Linked DNA regions of Rattus norvegicus: region 1 is linked to region 2. A link is a contact called in public Hi-C data. All regions are on one chromosome and are shown on one strand. The core of a region is the stretch at or near the end of the contact, and the rest is flanking DNA. Distances in the headings are between cores, read along the strand shown. Region 1 overlaps Plpbp (pyridoxal phosphate binding protein). Region 2 overlaps Adgra2 (adhesion G protein-coupled receptor A2).

Region 1 (3,930 bases), core at 161-2,660, 60 kb before region 2:
ATGTGTTTGGAATGGGGTCCTTGTCTGCTTTTTGTTGCTGTGATCAAGACAATGAACAAAAGCAACTTAGGAGGAAAGGGTTTATTTGGCTTATACCTCCATATCACTGTCCATCACTGAGAAGCCAAGGCAGGGATCCAGAGGCAGGAACTGAAGCAAATGCCATGGAGAAACGTTGCTTACTGGCTTGCTCCCCATGGCTTACTCAGCCTGCTCTCCTATACAGCCCAGATCACCTGCTCAGGGATGGCACCACTCACCGTGCGCCGTGCCTCCCTACAGCATCATTAATCAAATGGCACAGATTCTTGCTTATAGGCCAGTCTTATGAAGGCATTTTCTCGGTCGAAGTTTGCACTTCTCACATGACCCTGGCCTGTGTCAAGTTAACAAAAACAACAAAACAAACAAAACCGACCAGCACAACTGGCTTTGCCATCATAAAGAATGTTGTTAGCTAATGCCTAATGTTAGCACTCAGAGTTTGTCATACGATTTGAGTTTAGGGAGGGGGATATTTGTTTCTGCTAGACTTTTGAGTCTCGTTAAATACATGGAAGAAATGACTTACTGTCCTTATTATCTTTTCCTCAGTTCTGGGTCGGTTTCAGTCAACTTCTCATTATACCTCATCCTGTGAATAGTTGCTTTTACGTTGATGGTTTGGTTTATCATTGTTTTTCTGAGACACAATCTGACCAACTCATGCTGACCTGGAATTCACTATATAACCTAGGCTGGCCTAGAACTTGTGGTGATCCTCCTGCCTCAGCCTCCTGAATTCTGGAACTGCAGGCATGACCACTAGCACACCCAGCAACATGTATTTCACACATAAATTTGTCTTATTCAGTTCTGGCTATTTTTACATCCCTACAAATACTTCTGCAACATCGTTTACATTTTATTGGAACAATTTCATCCTTTTAGGGTTTTGGGGTTTTGTTTGGTTGGTTTGTTGTGACAGGATTTCTCTGTGGTCCCTGGAACTCTTGGCAGACCAGCCTGACCTCGGACTCAGAGATTTGCCCCTGCCCCTGCCCCTGCCCCTGCCCCTGCCCTTGCCCCTGCCCCTGCCTCCCAGTGCTGGGATTAAAGGTGTGTGCCACCACTTTAGGGCTTGTTCCTACTACCAGTTGGTGTATAATCAGGTCAGAGCTGAGTTTAGAATTAATTATTTACACTACCAAGGCATAGCCTTCCTGTACTTGTGTCTCCATCCCAACAAGGCTCTGGGCTCAGTCTTCACCATGGAAGAGGAAAAAAGGAAAAAAAGCAAGGGTGGGAGACAGGGAAGTAGTTAGCTGACTGCCTGGAAGATTCCTGTGCTCGGCACAGTAAGCTGGTAGGGTTGTGCCATGGTCCTTTATCTGTGCCAAGAGTCATAGTTCATCTTCACTGAAGGCAGCTTTGATGACCTCACTGACTGAGCATCCGGTGGGAGCTATTCTGGTGTCCCTGTCGAATAAAGAGACCCATCCCAGAAAGTGTAAGAACATGGTATCTCTCCAGGCTAGCTCTTGGCTTCTGGATAGCCTCTGTCCTTTGTCACTTGACCTGTTTCACTCAGTTTGAACTGAGACATAATTAGATCGGGCCTGCTATTCAGAACCTCAACTACCAACTTTCTGAATCATCTCCCTACTCATGCAGCCTGATTGTGGTGTCTTATGTCTCCCTTATCTATCTTTGCTGGTGGGATGGGGCTTGTCTGCCTTTGAGCTTCATGTCTAGCAAGCTCTCGTGCACGTCTTCTTGGCCAGTCATGAGATTTAACTGTGCTTTTCTTTTCCTGGAGTACTTCCTCCTCGACCAGATCAAAGGTTTGCTGCGTGTCTCCTCTGGCAGCAGGGAAAATGAAGGCTACTCCCTTCCCACTTTCTCTTTTCAGCCGTCCCCAACCTCTCTATGCTGGAAACTATAGACTCCGTGAAGTTGGCAGACAAGGTGAACAGTTCCTGGCAGAAGAAAGGTTCTCCTGAACGACTGAAGGTGATGGTGCAGATTAACACCAGTGGAGAGGACAGTAAGTGACTAGGCCTGACCGTGATGTTTGCTCTCCTAGATGGCCGAGACTCAGGTAGAGTGTGAGTGTAAGCGTCTGAGGATATTGGGGGGAGAAGCTCTAGCCTTCTGATGAGCTGCTTTGTCAGGATTTACCAGTGTGGTGATCCAATATAATTCTTTTGTTTTTATGTCTGTGAGAACACTGTAGCTGTCCTCAGACACTCACCAGAAGAGGGCATCGGATCCCACTACAGATGGTTGTGAGCCACCATGTGGTTGCTAGGAATTGAACTCAGGACCTCTGGAAGAGCAGTCAGTGCTCTTAACCGCTGAGCCATCTCTCCAGCCCAATATAATTCTTTAATATATCCCAGCTTGTTAGGTATTAATTTTGAAGAATTATAACTTTGAAGTTCTGGAACTTATAACTGGAAATTCCCTCCTGGAGGAGATTGAGAATTACATGTGGGATACTTCTTAGGTCTCAGGAAAATTACGCAGTGCTTCATTGGGCAAGAATAGAAGGAGTTGCTGCTGAACAATGAGTGAGTGTCTCACGGGGCCTGGCCTAGCAGTGTGGCCGTGAACTACAGAGGAGCCTGGCTCTGACATCAGACAGACGTCTGCTTGAGTGCCACCACTCTCCAGCATTGGAACTTTCAGTCAGTTACCTAACCTCTCTGTACCTGAGTTTCCTTCTGTGGCAGTGGCGTCGAGGGAGTGGCCATTGTTAGAAGGGTGTGATGAGGCTTCTGCACAGTGATATGGAACCCTGGACTTCTCCTTTGCTCGCTTTTTGTTAAGAGTGAATGCCAGGCATTTGCTTACAACCATCTTCCTGGCGCTCACATGTAGCAGATCTTGGCTTGAAGGAGCTCAGTGTAGACATCTGTTTTCCAGATGTGCCCTGAAGTCAGGTTGCCTGGGCTCAAATCTCAGGTGCACAGTTCTAGTCCATAGCCTTAGGAAAAGACTGCTCCCGCCTGTCTTAATTTCCTCTGAAGACTGATGTGGGTAAGAACACTTAGAGTTGCTGTATGAAGTGAGAAGTCGTAGGGCTGGCACAGGGGTCAGCAGATTAACAGTTACTATTACTTTGCATGTTCCGTGACTGGCTACACGCATGTAACTGCAGAGCTCCAGCGTGTCTTTACTGCATTTCCTGACAAGGAGCTGTGATTGGCCTTAATTAATAGCAGGAAAGTTCCTCCCTGATCCCCTTCATAAACGGGGGCAAAGGCAAAGCAATATTAATAGTCCTTAAAATACATAACAAATCACTTGCTGTTGTTCCTCCAACCGTCCTTAACTAGTAAGTAAACTCTGCAATTATACAATCCCACTTTATTATGTGCATATGACTTAAGTTTGCAGCTCTATTAATAAATTGACAAAACCATAAAAATGTCAAGTTTAGAAAAAGGTTCTGAGATTCATCTAGGACTTTGGCGGTGTGACCCTCCCTAGTGTCCCAAGACATATTCATTCCTTTTCTATTTCTAAACACCATGACCAAGGCAACTGACAGAAGGAAAGGTCTGTGCAATTTATGGTTCTGGAGGATAGGGGCCCATGGTGGGGGAGCGTGGCAGCCTCATCAGAAGCTCAGGCCTCACATCTCGAACCGCACTCATGGAGCAGAGGGAGGACTGAACGACACAGGACTTTGAAACGTCACAGCCGGCACCCATGATGTACTCCCAGCAAGGCAGCATCTCCTAGGCATATCCCAACAGTGCCAGACACTGGGGACCAAGCATTCAAACATAGGAGCCTGTGGGGGGCACTCTCATTCAAACCAACACACATTTTTCTTCTGTTTTGGCTTCCCTAGCCATTCCCAGCTAAAATCCTGTGGGGTGTGTCTTAGGGGTAGCACCCTGTGTACACAGAACCATGGCTTCCGTCTCTGGCACTAAAAAT
Region 2 (3,651 bases), core at 1,077-3,576:
AGCACGTGACACACACACACACACAGTCACGTCAGCTCGCACTTTACAACAACTCTAACATGATGTAATTTATGTTGCCCATTTAAAGTGTGAGAGATCCAGTGGGCCCGGATACATTTCAGAAAATTGTGTAACCGTTGCTCTAATCTAATTTTAGAACATTTTCATCATCCACAAAAGAAAGAACTTGAATCATTAACTGTCAGTCTCCGTTTCTCTGCCAGACCTAAGCAACCGCTAATATCTTCTCCATTTTTACGGATTTGCCTGTTATGGATATGTCATATAAATAGAATTATATAATATGTAATCTTTTATAACTAGATCCTCTCAGCCAGTGTAACATTTTCCAGCTTTGTCCAGGCTTTATCAGCACTCATTCCTCCTTGTGGGCAAACAATAAATAGCTCATTGACTGAACATGCTATATTTTTAAATCTTCTATTTATGCATTGATGGATACTTGGTACTTTTGCCTTTTATGCAGTAACGATCGAGTTCTTTTGGGAACTTTCACCTGGTGGGCTTTTTTGTTTTGTTTTGCTTCTGCTCGTTTCCAGTTTTTGGAGATGGGTTCCAGATATATAACTGTGGCTGGCCTCAGATTCACAATCCTCCTGCCTCAGCCTCCTAAGTGCCAGGATGGAAGATTTGCATCACTGCTGTGGCCAGCTTTGACTTCCCACACTCAGGTTCTGGAAAGGACACAGAGCGTGACTGCCCTAGGAAGTCTCCCTCCATTTTGCCGTCAGGGGTCCCTTCCTTGATGCTGACACCTGTTGGCAGGAGAAGGGCATGCCTGGAGTCAGGGTGGCCAGTGTATGATCAAGAGTGCACAAAAGGCAATGGGGATAGGGACACACCATCAGTGAAGTGCCTTTGTCCTGGGTCTAGAGCTCTGTGGAAACAGACATGGAATCCATATTCTAGAAACATCTGTGTCCTTCAACTGGTTACTTTGGCTTGCAGCCTCAGCTAATTAATGGAGGATTCATTTAGATAATCTGGAGCAAGGATCTTTAAAAACAAAAAAAAACAAAAACAAAAAAAAAAAACCCCCCTAAAAAAAAAAACAGGGTCTCGATACATAGACCAGGCTATCTCAAACTCATAGGGGTCCACTTGTCTGTACCTCCTGAGTGCTGGGATTAAAGGTATGCACCACCATACCTGGAGTGTTTTTCATTGTGGGATGGAACTTGGGGCCTACACATGCAGCAGGAGCTCTCCCAGTAAGCCCTATCCCCAGCTCTGTGGAACAAGGTGTTCTTAGCCTGGGTTCCACAGCCCTTCAAGACCATGTCCCCACTGTTAAGTGTAGAACACTCTTCCAGGATGGGAGTCCCGACTTCCTCAGCTTTCCCCAGCAATATTATACAGGAAGGGTTCAGAACAGCCAATTGACAAGAGCCTTGGGTTTCTAAATATACAGGTCCTGGGGTAGCATTTCCTCCTGTCCCTGGGGAAGTACAGCCCTGAGCCACTTCCCCTATTCAGGGACCAGGAGACATGGCCTGTCATCCAGACGTCTATTGGACTGTCTGGGTTCAGCCCAGGGAGCAGCCCCTGGTTGGGGCCACTCCTAGGAACCTAACTGCAAGAGACCATCTTGGTCACCTCTGAGCCCCACTTGAGGAAAGGGGGAGAAAGCTTGTCCCTGTGGAAGCTGCCTTGTAGAGAGGGCCCCGAGTGCTCAGCTGCAGGAAACAGGGCAGGGAGAGGGGCTGGGGCCCCAGGGCTGCCTTGCTCCCATCTGCAGAGCATCAGTGGGGCAGGCGGGTGGGGTTCACGGGGTGGGGGGAGGAAATGAGAATAAACACAAGTGAGCAGAGAGGGGAGGGGCGGGGGGCTGCCGCCTCAGCCCCTTGGCAGCCCATGAAGGGAAGTGACACACAATGAGGAATGTGTTTCCCTCTACCCGCCCCTGCATGGGGGTGGGAGGCAGATCCCTGAGAATGGCCAGACCCCAGCAGAGGCCAGGGGGCACATGCTGGATCAACAGAAGAGGGTGGGATGAAAGGGTGGAGCCTGACAGTCGAAGGGGGGTGGGGGGATACACAGGAAGGGCAGTCCTGGGCAGGGGGACTTTCCGCTGTCCTCTCAACTGGGCATGCAGAGAATCTAGGGCCAGCCCAGGCCATTCCACAGTGCTTCTGCCCAGCACTGGGGCACCTCCACACAGCTCCAACTTTCTCTAGGACATTGAGCCCTGGGGTACTAGCATTTCCCTTCCTAAAGGGGACTCAGCATCGTTCTCAGCTTTGGTGTGAGAGGGACCTTACTGCCTCTTGTCTCTCAGCGTTTCTTTCCCCAAAAGGGACTGCACAAACAGGCCCCCTGGTGGGACAGGACAGCACCTCCCTATCCTGGACACCCATTTCCTCTTACCCAGCAGGGACATAGCTCAGTTAACTCTCTCCTGTCCATAATTCAGACCTGTCTCCAAGGCCTTAGACTTACCTGGGATGGTGAACTTTGGTCAACCCCAGGTTGACCCCCAGATATCTTTGTCAGAGTTCTGTCTTCCTCCTCCAGGAGTGGCTCCCCTTTACTCACTGCTTCCTAGCTTCCTAGGCTCTTTCAGGTGGGAGCAGAAAAAATGGCCCTTAGTGCTCTGGGCAGCCTCAGTGTCAGTGTTAGCTTAGAAAAGGTGGGGTCTGGTGGAACCTTGGGTAGGTGGGTCATGATCTGTAGCTCTCCATAGCCATGCACAGCCTAGAGGCTAGTGCAGAAGATGAGTAGGCAGGTACCCAATCTGGCCCTTTGTACAGAGGCCTGCATGCTACATACTGGGCTGATGCCATTAGATAGGCATGTCCTCCTGGTTAGCATGTGGGGGATGGGGGGGACCTGCAGCCAATGGGGAGGGGAGGAGAGGAGAGGCAGGATCAAGAGTTGAAGTCCTGCCTCAGTGGTGTTTGAGCCCCTGAATTGGGAGTCAGGGGCTGCTATGAGATTCACCTGTGGTATGTCTCTTCATGTGCAGTGGGGATGACCCTCAGGAGTCATCACCCATCTTGCCGTGACCTGCTCAGCCCAAGAGCAGCTTCCTTGCCACCTCCTGACAGCAGTGGGGGGTTGGGACTGAAGACATTGCATAGATTTTATTAGCCCTGGGCCTCATCTGGACCTCATGATTGTCAACTTGAGCTTGAGGCTGTACAGGGGCACAGTGTATTGCTCACCTAGCCTTGCTGTCCTCTTCCTCATAGGCTCCAGAGAGAGGGGGAGACGTTGGAGGGACATGGGGAGGGACAGAAGGAGAGAAGGGGGAGGGAGGAAGAGATAGAGAGGGAAGGAGAGAGAGAGAAGGAGGAGGAGGAAAGGTAGAAGGGAGGGAGGAAGGGAGGGAGAGAGAGAGAGGAGAAGGAGGAGGAAGAGGAGGAGGAGGTGGAGGAGGAGGTGGAAGAAGAGGAGGAGGAGGACAAGAGAGAGAAAGAGGGAGAGAAAGAGAGAGAGAGAGAAAGAGAGAGAGAGAAAGAGAGAGAGAGAGAAAGAGAGAGAGAGAAAGAGAGAGAGAGAAAGAGAGAGAGAATGGGAACGCTAGCTGTTGGAATACAATAAATGGAAAGCTCCCCCTGATGGGTAGGTATAGCTGTTTTCAAAGGCTCCCCAGAACAGCTCTGTAAGATCTGGAGTGGCTCTGTTGAA

The links. A called contact is a pair of places that touch in the nucleus more often than the background predicts.
Region 1: a Hi-C map of the A7r5 cell line shows a contact between it and region 2, with 3 times the contacts expected there. The contact joins two enhancer-like sites. A contact is called at or near these places in 6 of 12 Hi-C or Micro-C datasets (the A7r5 cell line, Schwann cells, frontal cortex and 2 more).

The regions. Positions count from the first base shown.
Region 1 is chr16:71,708,426-71,712,355 of GRCr8, reverse strand. It overlaps Plpbp (pyridoxal phosphate binding protein), which reads left to right. Exons shown (of 8, transcript NM_001107320.1): 5 at 1,892-2,026. Among named protein-coding and RNA genes, the nearest start is that of Plpbp, 7.3 kb to the left of the region's middle. Within about 2 kb of position 1,410, at least 7 of the 93 cell types and tissues checked have an H3K27ac peak or open chromatin away from gene starts, as enhancers often do. A contact at or near this core is called in the A7r5 cell line, where this site is marked.
Region 2 is chr16:71,649,631-71,653,281 of GRCr8, reverse strand. The region is part of intron 2 of Adgra2 (adhesion G protein-coupled receptor A2); the gene reads left to right. Among named protein-coding and RNA genes, the nearest start is that of Brf2, 20 kb to the right of the region's middle. Within about 2 kb of position 2,326, at least 34 of the 93 cell types and tissues checked have an H3K27ac peak or open chromatin away from gene starts, as enhancers often do. A contact at or near this core is called in the A7r5 cell line, where this site is marked.